Regions from separate parts of the Mus musculus genome. Here regions 1, 2 and 4 are each linked to region 3. Evidence: chromatin contacts called from public ChIA-PET and Hi-C data. All regions are on one chromosome and are shown on one strand. Each heading gives the region's core, a stretch centred on a gene start, on an enhancer-like site or on the middle of the called end of the contact. The rest is flanking DNA. Distances are from core to core; before and after follow the strand shown.

The links. Hi-C and Micro-C count contacts between places; a contact is called where the count stands out from the background. ChIA-PET counts read pairs in DNA pulled down with a chosen protein or histone mark.
Region 1: a Hi-C map of B cells shows a contact between it and region 3, with 6 read pairs. The contact joins the enhancer-like site here to the promoter of Fam20b in region 3. A contact is called at or near these places in 19 of 39 promoter capture datasets (the 3T3-L1 cell line, 3T3-L1-derived adipocytes, the C10 cell line and 12 more), 1 of 484 Hi-C or Micro-C datasets (B cells), 10 of 115 datasets of contacts at active chromatin or transcription factors (embryonic basal ganglia, embryonic forebrain, embryonic midbrain and 5 more) and 3 of 9 other capture datasets (adipose tissue, liver and pancreatic islet).
Region 2: a contact with region 3 is called in an RNA polymerase II ChIA-PET map of memory CD8 T cells, with 22 read pairs. The contact joins the enhancer-like site here to the promoter of Fam20b in region 3. A contact is called at or near these places in 5 of 39 promoter capture datasets (the HPC-7 cell line, embryonic stem cells, neutrophils and 2 more), 5 of 484 Hi-C or Micro-C datasets (CD4 T cells, natural killer cells, nephron progenitors and 2 more), 4 of 115 datasets of contacts at active chromatin or transcription factors (bone marrow-derived macrophages, embryonic stem cells and memory CD8 T cells) and 3 of 9 other capture datasets (adipose tissue, liver and pancreatic islet).
Region 4: an RNA polymerase II ChIA-PET map of memory CD8 T cells shows a contact between it and region 3, with 9 read pairs. The contact joins the enhancer-like site here to the promoter of Fam20b in region 3. A contact is called at or near these places in 3 of 39 promoter capture datasets (embryonic stem cells, pre-B cells and stem cell-derived epiblast-like cells), 1 of 484 Hi-C or Micro-C datasets (embryonic stem cells), 3 of 115 datasets of contacts at active chromatin or transcription factors (embryonic stem cells, memory CD8 T cells and pro-B cells) and 2 of 9 other capture datasets (adipose tissue and liver).

The regions. Positions count from the first base shown.
Region 1 is chr1:156,909,186-156,912,614 of GRCm38.p6, reverse strand. The region is part of intron 1 of Ralgps2 (Ral GEF with PH domain and SH3 binding motif 2); the gene reads left to right. Among named protein-coding and RNA genes, the nearest start is that of 4930439D14Rik, 28 kb to the left of the region's middle. Within about 2 kb of position 1,479, at least 29 of the 459 cell types and tissues checked have an H3K27ac peak or open chromatin away from gene starts, as enhancers often do. A contact at or near this core is called in B cells, the HPC-7 cell line and pro-B cells, where this site is marked.
Region 2 is chr1:156,572,787-156,575,762 of GRCm38.p6, reverse strand. All of the region lies in intron 1 of Abl2 (v-abl Abelson murine leukemia viral oncogene 2 (arg, Abelson-related gene)), which reads right to left. Among named protein-coding and RNA genes, the nearest start is that of Abl2, 15 kb to the right of the region's middle. Within about 2 kb of position 1,517, at least 24 of the 459 cell types and tissues checked have an H3K27ac peak or open chromatin away from gene starts, as enhancers often do. A contact at or near this core is called in memory CD8 T cells, where this site is marked.
Region 3 is chr1:156,717,039-156,720,344 of GRCm38.p6, reverse strand. It overlaps Fam20b (family with sequence similarity 20, member B), which reads left to right and starts at 1,435. Exons shown (of 8, transcript NM_145413.4): 1 at 1,435-1,479.
Region 4 is chr1:156,520,572-156,523,547 of GRCm38.p6, reverse strand. No RefSeq gene overlaps it. Among named protein-coding and RNA genes, the nearest start is that of Abl2, 37 kb to the left of the region's middle. Within about 2 kb of position 1,252, at least 53 of the 459 cell types and tissues checked have an H3K27ac peak or open chromatin away from gene starts, as enhancers often do. A contact at or near this core is called in memory CD8 T cells and pro-B cells, where this site is marked.

The sequences.
Region 1 (3,429 bases), core at 230-2,729, 190 kb before region 3:
CATGCTCAGATTTGTTTCCACTGTCTGTTGAAGAACTACAGTTGTTGTGAACTTTATTTTTAAGGCAGTGTCTTACCATGTAGTCTTGCTGGCCTAGAGCTCTCTATGTAGACCAGGGTGACCTCAAAGTCACAGATATGCCTGGCCATGTGAACATATTTTAATGTGGATTTCTTATGTTGAGGGTCTTGGGCCATGATGGTAATGTATATGCCTGGAATAGATTCTGTCTTCTGACCTCACATTAAGCCCAGGCCAACACAGTTAAGTTTATAGATCTTCCTGGCCAAGACACATTTTCCTCCCCAGCATCTTGCCACCGATGGGCCAGGCTCTGACCTCCCTAGCTCTGCTTCAGATGAGATGGGTGGGGTGGGGCTGGAAGGTGAGGGTGTAGAAGGTGAGGGTGTAGAAGGTGAGGGTGAGGGTGTAGAAGGTGAGGGTGTAGAAGGTGAGGGTGTAGAAGGTGAGGGTGTAGAAGGTGAGGGTGTAGAAGGTGAGGGTGTAGAAGGTGAGGGTGTAGAAGGTGAGGGTGTAGAAGGTGAGGGTGAGGGTGTAGAAGGTGAGGGTGTAGAAGGTGAGGGTGTAGAAGGTGAGGGTGAGGCCTTGGTTCTGTTTTTATTTTTTAGCGGTCTTGTCTTTTCTCTTCAGCTGGGAATTAAAATTCAGACTCTTTCTACGTTTCTCATGAAGCACAGCATGCTTTTAGATTATTTTGTCAACTATGTTACTAGAAATGGTCAAATGACCGAATCTTAACCTGTCGCTTTGTGGGCTTGTATGTAATATTTAAATACCATTTCCAATGTTTTTACCGCTTGTCTGGCTTTATAATCCTGCCCTGTGCATGGTTGCTTTGTTCAGGCATCCACTCATTCTTTCAACAGGTATGTAGTAAGTAGATGATTAGATGAAATATATTATATGTGTATGAATGCAAAGAGGAAGGATAATGCTTTAATTTTCTTTTAAAAATGTTATTCTTTAACATCAAGGAGCTAAAAGAAGATAAAATAAACAGTGTGAAAATGCCACTTTGTGGGAGATGTTAGGCAAGGAACCTTTTGTAACCCAGATATTTAGCAGAACCCATTCTTTTGAAATTTCTATCATAATAAATTGAACTTTTGTGATCTATAAATAGCATGGATAATCATGTAGTCCTGTACCCAAAGTGGTCCAATTCATAGATACTCAACATTTCAGTTGGCTACTGAATAGTATACATTTATTATTAAATACATGCAGCAGAGTGAGGCTGACAGTTACTGGTGTTGAAGAATAAAAGCCAACAGTACAAACTGAAAGTTTTCTCTATAAACTTCAAACTAGAATAAACTGTGTAACTGCAGCTGGAGTGAAGATGGAGAGGCAACAGAAACTGAAACCTTGTTGTTAGATTGAAGCCTAGAGGCTTCCCTAGTCAGAGCAACTGAAGCATGACTTGATGAGTCAAGAAGTAACAGCATAGTGGTATCTGGGAAACTCAGCAATGACCTGTGACGCTGGCAGCAAGTCTCTGTGTTCCCTAGTGGAAGCATTACAGTATAGACTTCAACACAGAGAAGAGTGCATACATAGACTCAGGTGCTAAAGGAAATAAAGTTTCGTTACATCAGAGGCAAAAATATGCAGCTATGCACTCAGATCAATCAACAGGGAACTTTTTTTGTCAGCTTTTATCCCTTGTTTGTTTATTAAAGGGAAAAAGAAAAATACTTTGTTTGGTATTGGAAGAACCCATGAAAAGATGGTCATTTTGGAGGCTAAATGGTTGATTGGGTGCAGTTTAATGGACCAAAGCAAGAGTCTAATGCTGCATATTTCAAGGTTTTCTGTCTAAGGGCTGATATTGCTTGTTTGAAAGAAACCAGAAGACAGCCAAATAAATGTCTTCAGAAGTAGAAAAGAGAGTAAGTTGAATTAGCGAACTTAACTAAGAAAATAGTTATTATGATATTTGTAGTCATGAATGAGAGTGCCACTTTATATTCCTAGGAAAATGAAATAAACTACAATATATATTTGTTTCATTTAATTTGTCTTGAGATGCATTTTTTTTCAGTTTCCCACATAATGGATTTTAATATAACTCATGAAATATTTTGTCTGACAAAATAGACAAAAACAGGCAACAGGGTTACTGTGGATTTGTGGCCAGTCTAAGTTCTAATTTTTTTTTTTTTTTCCCGAGACAGGGTTTCTCTGTGTAGCCCTGGCTGTCCTGGAACTCACTCTGTAGACCAGCCTGGCCTCAAACTCAGACATCTGCCTGCCTCTGCCTCCCAAGTGCTGGGATTAAAGGCATGCGCCACCACGCCCGGCATCAGTCTAAGTTCTATGGTTAGTTTAAAACACACACACACACACAGATTGAAAGCAAGCAAAAAAAAAAAAACCTTATTCAAGTGTATTGATGCTTATTTTTAGTCTGTATTACCTCTATTCAGTAAATAGTAATAAAATTTATATATCTAACATGTAGGGTAAAGATATAATCTTTTTTACAATTAAATAAAAATCTTTTTCTTAACACTAGGGGGCTCTCTAGATTTATGGATTCTTGTTCTATGTCACAGTGTAGGAAATCACTTGAAAACATTTTATTACAAAATGAGTACTATTGCCAGAAAATATTAGATCACCTTAGGCTCTAGTAAGTTCTAGACCAGTCTGGTTTGCAGAGCAAGGTGCTGTTTCAACACTACCCCCTTCTACACCAGGAGTAAAGTTGAAAGCAGGTAAAGGAAACAAGATTGAATTGTATTAATGCATAATGCATTATAAAGCTGGGTTTTTTTTTTGTTTGTTTGTTTTGTTTTTTTGGTTTTTCGAGACAGGGTTTTTCTGTGTAGCCCTGGCTGTCCTGGAACTCACTTTGTAGACCAGGCTGGCCTCGAACTCAGAAATCCACCTGCCTCCGCCTACCGAGTGCTGGGATTAAAGGCGTGCGCCACCACGCCCAGCTTAAAGCTGGGTTTAAAAATACTTACTTGTTTAAGATTGGGTCTCACTGTGTAGCCCAGGCTAACCTAGAACTTTCTGTGTAGCTTAGGCTGCTCTTGGGCTTGTGATCTCTGACCTTTGCCTCCTAGGGTCCAGGTAACAGGTGTGGCTCATCGTACCCAGCACAAGCTGTTCCTTTAGATAGCAAGCAAGTATCAGCCTCATCCTAGCAGTGGCCTGTATGGTGAGATAGTGTGAGCTAGAAGGAAGTTTCGTGCTCTTTATTGCCATACTGATTCTGTAAATGGTTCCTAAATCCTATTAATTCAAATGTATTTATTTTAGAAATTTAACATGTGCTTGAAAGCTGCTGTCAGCAGTTATAATTTTGAAGTTTTAAAACCCCAGGAACATGTTTTGGTCTGTCTGAGGAATAGTCTTACTCTTTCTGTGTTAGGATTTTCATGACACTCACCAGATATA
Region 2 (2,976 bases), core at 268-2,767, 140 kb after region 3:
AAGGGTCTGGTTCCAGTTTTTGTTTACATTCTCTCTGATGTAATGAAAAGTACTTTGCTAGAGAAAGGGTAGCAAATGCCTATGGGGTTTTTCCCTAGTGTGGAGACAAAGCAAGATCCCTCTGCCCTCTTATATTCAGAACTGAGGACCCAACTCAGGGCCTAGAAAGCTCTACCACTGAATAAAACACCTAAACCCCCAAAAATATCTGAATTTTATTTTTGAAAAATCCAAGAAAATGTTTTCATTCTTCTGTTGATTCTATGCCTTTAAAATTCAGTAATTAAAAATAAATACAAATGGCCAGGCAATGGTGGCAATGGTGGCACACACCTTTAGCCCCAGCACTCAAGAGGAAGAGGCAGGTAAATCTCCGAGTTCAAGGTCAGCCTGGTCTATCGAGAGGCTCCTGTTCTAGGACAGCCAGGGCTACCCAGAGAACCCAGTCTCAATTTAGCTGAGCAATTTAAATTCAGCTCATTTAGATCCTGATCATCATATTATGGTACATATTGGAAAAGTCCAATAAAACAGTGAGATCCTGGTACATAATTAAAAAGGCAAATCAACATAACAAGAACAGAAAGACAAGAAATAGACTCAAAAGCACACAGCATGTTGTACAGGTTGTGCATGCTTACTCCAAAACACATGCTCCTAAGTTTGAAATGACTCAATATCCCAAATGCTTCTTTTTTGTTTGTTTGTTTTTGTTTTTGTTTTTGTTTTTCGAGACAGGGTTTTTCTGTATAGCCCTGGCTGTCCTGGAACTCACTCTGTAGACCAGGCTGGCCTGGAACTCAGAAATCCGCCTGCCTCTGCCTCCCGAGTGCTGGGATTAAAGGCACGCACCACCACGCCCAGCTCCCAAATGCTTCTTGAAAAATAAATAAATAAATAAATAAATTTTAAAAAGCAAGTTTCAGACTTTGGATCATTGCAGGTTTCAGAATTTTAAATCAGGGATCCTCAACCTGCAGAATCTGTACAATCTATGCAAGGTCCAAAAGCTCCCAAATCTGAAACACTTGTAACAGCACCAAGTATGTTGCTGGATAAAGACGCTGTATGCACAAAATAAGCATTCAATGGTGGTTGTACTAAAATCCTCACCCTTTCTGTTAGCCACTCCAACTCCATTCAGATAATCCAGAGCTGTAATAGCTCATGTACCTAAAGTGATAGCCCACATCTTTCACTGGAGCGCTGTATACAACCTAATAATAAAATTCACCCATACAATGAGATGACATATATCCTTGGGGGGGGGGGGTACTTAGGAGATGGTTCAGCTGGTAAAGGCAGATTGGGGGTCGGGGGGCCTCAGTGGCTAGCTAGCCTAACCTAACAGGCAAGCCTCAGGTCCCAGTGAGACCTGTTTCCTGAAGAACACCAAGGCTGACCTCAGAGCCTAACACATAAAAGGAGTCAAGCATGGTTCACACAACTGAGAAGCTGAGGTAAGAATAGCATCATGAGTTTGAGGTCAGACTAGGATACAGTGAGAGATCCTATCTCAGAAAAGAAAAGGCAAGAGGGTTATAGCTCAGTGGGGAAAGTGTTTGCTGCCACAAGCCTGGCACCCTGAGCCAGGTTAGCTTACGTTGTCAATTTAACACACCTCAACTGAGAAACTGCCTCCAAGTGATTGGCCTGTGGGCATGTCTAGGAGGCATTTTCTTGATTACTAATTGATGAAACAGGCTCCAGTCCACTGTGGGTGGTACTATCCCCAGGCAGGTGAATCTGCACTGCATAAGAAGGGAGCAGAATGAAATTAGAACCAAGCCAGTTCCAGTTCCTGCCTCAAGTTCTTGTCCTAGCTTTCCCTGATGATGGACAGAAACCTGTAGGCCAAACATCCTTTCCTTCCTCAAGTTGTTTTTAGTTAGTGTTTCATCACAACATAAAGGAAGAAGACAGCCAACTCCACACATTCAGTGGACACACACATCATGCATACACTAATAATAAATTCCTGATGTGGAAGAATCAACCAATATAAATTAAGGGTAGTAGGTAGGAGATAAATCGAAAAACGGTGTATATGTTCCCACTAGTCTAAAGTGGAGGAAGAAGGGGACACAACACAAGTGAGATATCTTGGGAGAAAGACACTTGCCACCAAGCCTGATAACCTGTGTTTGATGTCTGGAATCCACTTGGAAGGAGAGACCCCAACCCTCAAGTGACTGAGGCTGACCTCCACCATGGCACACATTACCCACACATTTACTTACACAACAAGTAAATAAATACAGAAGTTTGACAAATAAAATAGAGAAGGGTAGTGGCTATATATGCACATATAGATACACATGTGTGTGTGTGAATATAATGTGCTACCACATTAACACAGCTGGAAGAAGAGTGCAGAAATACCAAGACCTGCCAGACCTTCTGAATTCAAGTGGTTAAAATCACTAGCCCTTCAATAAATAAATCATTTACAGCTTAAAAGAAATACCAAGCCCTTCAGCAGTAGGAATAAATGCCAAAAGAATATTTTAAGAGTTATAATAAAGAAGAGCCAAGCAACCATTAAACCCTACAGACAAGCCAAAACTGAGAAAGCCAGCTGGAGGGAAAGTACACCAGACAGATGCACCGAGCAAAGACACCAAAACCCTGCAGTGCACAATAGGAAAGGCAAGTACTCAGACTTGACTCTCATAGCACGCCAGCTCCAGGCTTGCACCAGGCTTTGCCTGCCCACTCCAATGATCCCTGCCCTTTACAGAAGTGCCTCGATTCCCAGCACCTTTGCGCTTAGCTCTACTGGCTCTCCATTTCTTTTCTAGCTTAGCTACACAAGAGGAGTGTTTTTAGGATCATTTTAAAATATGCTTTGTCCCTTTTGGGAGGGAAGAAGGGGGGAGACAGGGTCTCCTGTAACCAAGTATGGCCTTGCATTTACTAACCTTAAACTCTTGATCATCCTGCCTCTACCTCCCAAGTGCTGGTACCCAGCTCTTT
Region 3 (3,306 bases), core at 186-2,685:
AAGAAATAAGGCAGACTCTCATCACCATCCAGCCAATTTTCCCAAGAATTGTGCTTTCCATTGTCGGATAATGGCCTCAACCCTTTTCAACTCTATCCAGTAAAAGCTGACACAGGGCTGTCTACGCTGCCCTTTGTACGCCTTGCAGTGATGAGTGCTTCCAGCAGTGATTAAAGCTGCTTTCCCTCACTAAGTCTTCTGGGGTAGGGTGTCAAGTCCAATAGTTTCTCTGGGTGTCCTGATCGAAAGTGCTACACACACACACACACACATTAAACTAACTTCACACAATAATTGTATTTTCTCCACACATTTACTATTTAAATCTCACCACAATCCTGTCAAGTAGGTACTGTGTTTAACTTCCATTTCCCAAGGAGCCTTATACTCAGAGGCACTACATGACATGCCCAGTGGCATACAGTGGGGGGTGGGAGGGAGGGAGAGAGAGAGGGAGAGAGAGAGAGATCGTTTCTTTCCCTCTTGAAAGAAATTCCTGCTTAGTCCCCAAACTCCCCCCCCCCCCGCACAAATCATATCCAATGTAGAACGTACACCATAATATTTTAGGGTCAAACAGACTACATGGAAGCTGTCTATATGGTGAATAAACGTATGCATTATACAGTAGCTACTGTGTGTGGAGTGGACACACGTTAAGGGGAGGAGCAGCTCATTGACTCTTCAGGAGCCTAGTGGGTGAGTGCAGGGCACTGGAAACCAAGTCGCGCTGGATTTGCCCTCTTAGGGCTTACAGTCCATTGCAAGGCACAAACATTAAAAAAAAAAAAGCTATTATAATAAAATAAACAGGATTTTGTTAAGAGCTACTGAAAAGGTACAGTAGGGGAGCTCTGCTCTGGGCCAAAGCTGGAGCGATTTCCAAGGTGGGAAGTCTGGCCTCTTTTGGTCAGGGAAGGGCACTTTGGGGCAGAATCTCCAAGGAGAAGTCAAGGCAGAGCGAAAGAAAGAAGAAATTATCTCTTCAGAATAGGACTTCACCTAGATGACTGCAGGAAAGAAATTGTGAAGGTAAGAGAGAAGCCAGAAGCTAGTTTATGTAAACAGGCTTGGAGAAATCCGCCGACGGTGTCTGCGGAGCCCAGCGCTGCAGGAATGAGGGTGAAAGGGTTAAAGGGGGCGGTCCGGAGCTGCCCGGTAGTCCCGCCTACCCGCAACGGGGGCGGAGCTGCGCCGGGTGCGCACTGGGATTGGCTGCAGGGAGGGCGTTCCGCTAGGACCGTACCAACAGCCAGGCAGCGCGGAGGCGGGGGTGGGTGTGGAGCGGCCGGCTCCGCGGGGAGCGGCGACCGGGGAATGGCCGGGCCGGCGGTGGGCGGGAGCCGCAGTGGTGGCGGCGGCGGCCCGGGGCGGTGAGTGCGGCGTGGGGCTGCCCCTCCCCGGAGGCGGCGGGGGCGGCCGGGGCCGCGCCTCACCGCACCGCGCGGGCGGCTATGGAGCGAGCCTGAGGCCCGCCAGGTGAGTGGCGCGGTTGGAGAGGGCGCGCGACCCCTCGCCCGGGAACGACGGGAAGGAGGGAGGGAGGGAGGGAAAGCGCGGGCGGCGGGGGGCGGGGCACCTCCCTCAGGGGCCGGATGCGGGGCTGCGGGCGATCGGGAGTCCTTGCGGTGACCGGTGCTCGCTGCTAAGGACGGTCCCCAGAGGCTCCTGGCCCTGGTGTCGCCCTTCTGTCACACGAAGCCGGTGTCGGCGGCCCGGCGGGCAGCGCGCTCTAGCTCGGTCCCTACGCCGCCCTCCTGGTGGCCGAGGAGCGCGCTCTCGCTGAGCCCCTACGGGGCCCGCTTGGTGGTCGGGGAGCGCGAGTGACCTGCAGGCCCTGGGCCGGAGAGGGCAGCGGTGTCCTGCGGTCGTGCGCTCAGAGCGCCAAGGGGCACAACTTAGGATGAGACTGTGCAGAGTGGGCTGCGCTGGCGGTTTCATTTCCGGGTGTGATGGCCCGGCGATTAAGAGCGAGCCCAGACGTTGCCTTGAAGATGAATGCGAACGTTGTCAAGCTGTGTCCTTGATTGTGGAGTCTGATAAGACATTCTTTTTAATCTGGAGTCAGTGATCTGTCAGGCTCCTGATAAAAACGAAGAAAAGGGGGGGGGGAACAACAGGGCGTGGATGGTCCTTATACAATTACTTCGTTTAAAGACTTATGTCTCCAGTAGGATGGGTAAGGCGTTTACAATTTGGGAAAAGGATATGTTTAACACTGTCACTTGGATCTAGGGCCAGGTGTGAGGGTCATCTCTACTCAGCCAGGTTCCCTCCGGAGATTTGATAGCTCACGTTGGAAGAAAGAAATAATGCGATCTTTTCACGATTGAGGTCTACGGCTTTATAATACAACCGAGAATCCGGAAAGTCAAGATTGTCAATAATTAACCATGCCTACATTGCTTGGGTTGTAATTTCACATTGAGCTCAATGTGCTTGCCATTCCCTGAATTTATGCAAGCCGGGTGAGCAAGCTGAAAGCACTTGTGCATGTTATCGTCCTGAGAAACAGGTTCAGGCATTAAAGATGCTAAATTATTTGCATAGGCTCTAAATCAATTTAGGGCAAATTTAAAATTATTGTATTAAATTAATAACTTTCTTAAAGTTTGTGAAGATGTTGGGTTTTGTGTCCCAGAACTGTTACCTGAAAACAAGATGCGGGTTCACATTAGAAAATACTTATCACAGGAGAACAGTGTGGGGTGGGGGTGAGGGAGGGGGAGGGGGGATTAGTCGTCCCCTTTAATCCCACCATTCCTGAGGCAGAGGCAGGCATATATCTGCGGTCTAGGATAGGCTACATAGTAAGACCCTTCCTCAAAAGCCAACAAATCGAGGAAAATAAAAGGTACTGTGCGTAAGTCTAGCCTCAGTCATAATAAAGAACATATAAAAATAATGAAGGGAAAAGATAATTTTAAAAAAAAATAAGACTGGCCGGGTGATGACACAGCGCATGCCTTGAACCCCAGCCTTTGGGAGGCAGAGGCAGGCAGATCTCCGCATTCCAGGCCAGCCTGGTCTACTACAGAGTGAGTTCCATGACAGCCAGGGCTGTCTTGAAAACAAACAAAAACCTGGAATTTACAGCTTTCCTTGTGACCATGGGGTTGATTTGCTCTGTTTCCTTAGGACTAGTGAGAAAATAGGTACTTTTCATTTTTAAAGCACAGGCCTTGCTTTTTAAAATATATTTTGAACCAAAGTATACTTTGGAAAAAAGCAAGTCACAGATTTTTATTTTTCATAATTTTTTATGTCATAGACTTATTTTGTGCTGTTGATGATTATTTACTTTAG
Region 4 (2,976 bases), core at 3-2,502, 200 kb after region 3:
ACTGTGCATACTGGTTCGTGATCATACAAATACAGTATGGGTATCGCTTGGTGCAGAGAACTACTGCAAGGGAAGGTCCAGCTTGACCATTTCTGAGTTTCCTGTGGGTTATACCCAGTTTAAAAAGGAGTTGGTATCTAATTTTGGCTAAAAACCAAAAATATCTATGGCTCTGCCTCCCCTCCCCAAAAGATACCAAGAGCCACAGGTGTGGGTCGTGACAGCACCCACGGGAGAAAGTGGGTCAATGTCCACCCAAGCCAAGATTAAAAGCCCACTCATCTACGAATGAAAAAAATCATTTGATCACCTCAGTTAAGCGTTGCCTTATTTAACTTAATTAATAGGGGGGAGAGAGGTTGGAGACCGTACTGTCTTCACTGCCTCCCACCCCAAAATAAAAAGCCAATTGGCCTTGTACTACGGAGCCAGTCGTCACCCCCTCCTCCCTGTTTCCCGCCTGTCATCCAATAATGCGGAGGAATATCAACTCAGTGTTATTCTTAATAAAGTGTATTTCAAATTTGTTCAGTCAAACTTAGCCAGGGTTCCAACACCCTACTTAAAATTCAACTAAGAAGGGCTGGTGAGATGGCTCAGTGGGTAAGAGCACCCGACTGCTCTTCCGAAGGTCCAGAGTTCAAATCCCAGCAACCACATGGTGGCTCACAACCATCCGTAACGAGATCTGGCGCCCTCTTCTGGAGTGTCTGAAGACAGCTACAATGTACTTACATATAATAAATAAATAAATCTTTAAAAAAAAAAAAAAAAAAAAAAAAAAAAAAAAAAAAAAAAAAAAATTCAACTAAGAAGTTACCTATTCAATACTAATTAGCATTATAAAGTCAGAGCCTACAGCTCCAGGCTTTTCTGTTAGTTGTTTACTAGGATAGAAAGGACAGTCTTAGCCAGATACAGTTTACCATAAGAAAAGTTAGGGAATCCCACAGAGACAGGTTTTTTCTTTAGCCCTAGAATTCAGGCAAAACTATTGAGCATAAATAAATTTTTTGCCTCAGGCCAGCCTTTTCTTTTTTTTTTATTTTTGTTAACAACAGGGAGGAGATGTAGTCTCCCCTCCCCCAGCCTGAAACCTGCTTGCTCAGGGGTGGAGCTTCCTGCTCATTTGTTCTGCCACGCCCACTGCTAGAACCTGCGGCTTTGCTGTTCCGAAGCCATCATGTGCTCACCCTGCTACTAGACCCCGAGATTATTTGGCAGGGAACCAGGTCCCCTCCCCCTTTCTTCATAACTGAGTGTCGCAACAGTAAAAATTGAGCTTTGATCAGAGTGACTTTTGACTTGGCTTTGTTCTTTCTTCCGCCCGACTAGTTCTTCTCTTTCAGCCCGAGTTGCCATCTCAGTTGAACCGTTCGTTTCGAGCTGCAGGCCGGCCGCAACAGGCATGTACCACAGCACCTGGCTTTTGCGTGGGTTCTGGGAGATGGGGCTCCAGCCACCATGCTTCCATTGTCCCAGCTGAGCCATCTCCTTCCCAATACTTTGGACTCTGTATCTATGTGTAAGTCTCTGCATTCCCCACAGCTTTCCAACCCCTGAAGCCAAGGAATCTTCCTTTCAGCCTCCCAAGTTACGGAGTCTTTAGGTGTGCACCACACCCAGTCATTCATTATTTACAGGGAACTATACAACCATATGGCCATTTTCCACACACACATAACACTGTCAACTCTTTCAATCATTCAACAAATGTTTATTGTGTGATTCCTAGGCACCAGGCCCTGTTTAGAATAAACCAGTAAACAACAAAAATGCATGCCTTTGTAAAAGCCATATGTTATCTCATGGATGCTAGTGACATTTCTGAGTTGCTAAGTTGTTCAAATAGCTACTTTTTGGTTCTTTATTTAAAGTATAAGAGGAAGGATGGCCAGATGGCTGAGTGGGTAAAGGTTCCTGCTACCAAGCCTAATCCTCAGGGCCCACACAGTGGAAAGAAAAAACTGAATTTGTAAAGAACTGATTCCCTTAAGTTGTTCTTTGACCTCCAAATGCACACACACACACACACACACACACACACACACACGAAAACAGAAAAACATGCCATCTTTAAAAGCCTTTATGTAGAGTATGTGTTTAGTGAAATGCTAATTGAGTTATCCTTCATTTTATTTTAATCTATGGACTTCATCAACCGCATCCAACCTTGACCTGGAATGATTTCAATTCCAAGTAGGGCTGCCAGATTTAGCAAATTAAAAACTCAGGTGTTAACTTCGACCTCAGATAAATAGTGAGACTCTTTAGTATAATTGCCCCACATATGTCAAGTAGCCAAAATACTTAGCATTTCTTACCAACCTGCCTCCAGGACTTGCAATGTCTTCACACATTTTCAGTTTTATAACTGGGGGAGGGTTGCTAGTCACATCTAGTAGGTAAAGGGCAGAGATGCTGTAAGCATCGTATGACACACAGGGCGGAGCCCACAACGAAGAGTTATCAGACACGAGGCTTGCTAAGGTTGAGAACCTCTGTCCTATCCCGTTACTGACAAAATAAAAGGGAGGAACCAAAATCACCTAAGGGTCCTCCTCCTGTCCCAGTACAGATTTAATCATTGTCAGAGCTGGAGGGATGGTTAACAGTAGTTAAGAGCACTTAAGCAGAGGACCTAAGTTTGATTTCTGGAACCCACACTGGATGGCTCACAAGTACCTGTAACTCCAGCCTCAAGGAGATCTGACACCCTACCCTCTTCCTACCTCTGCAGGTACTTGCACACACGTGACACACACTCATACAGATACACACACATACACAAAAAAAATCTTTCAGGGGCTAGAGATGGCTCAGTAGTTCACTACATGTTCAAGTCTGGATTTCTCTCACACTTAACAGTTCATCTCAGTTTGAACTAGCCCCATTTAAGTGTTTCTATTAAGGCCCATTGTTGATGAAGCCGGTGCCTATAGATTGTGGTATTGACTTAGGGAAATTGACATGGTT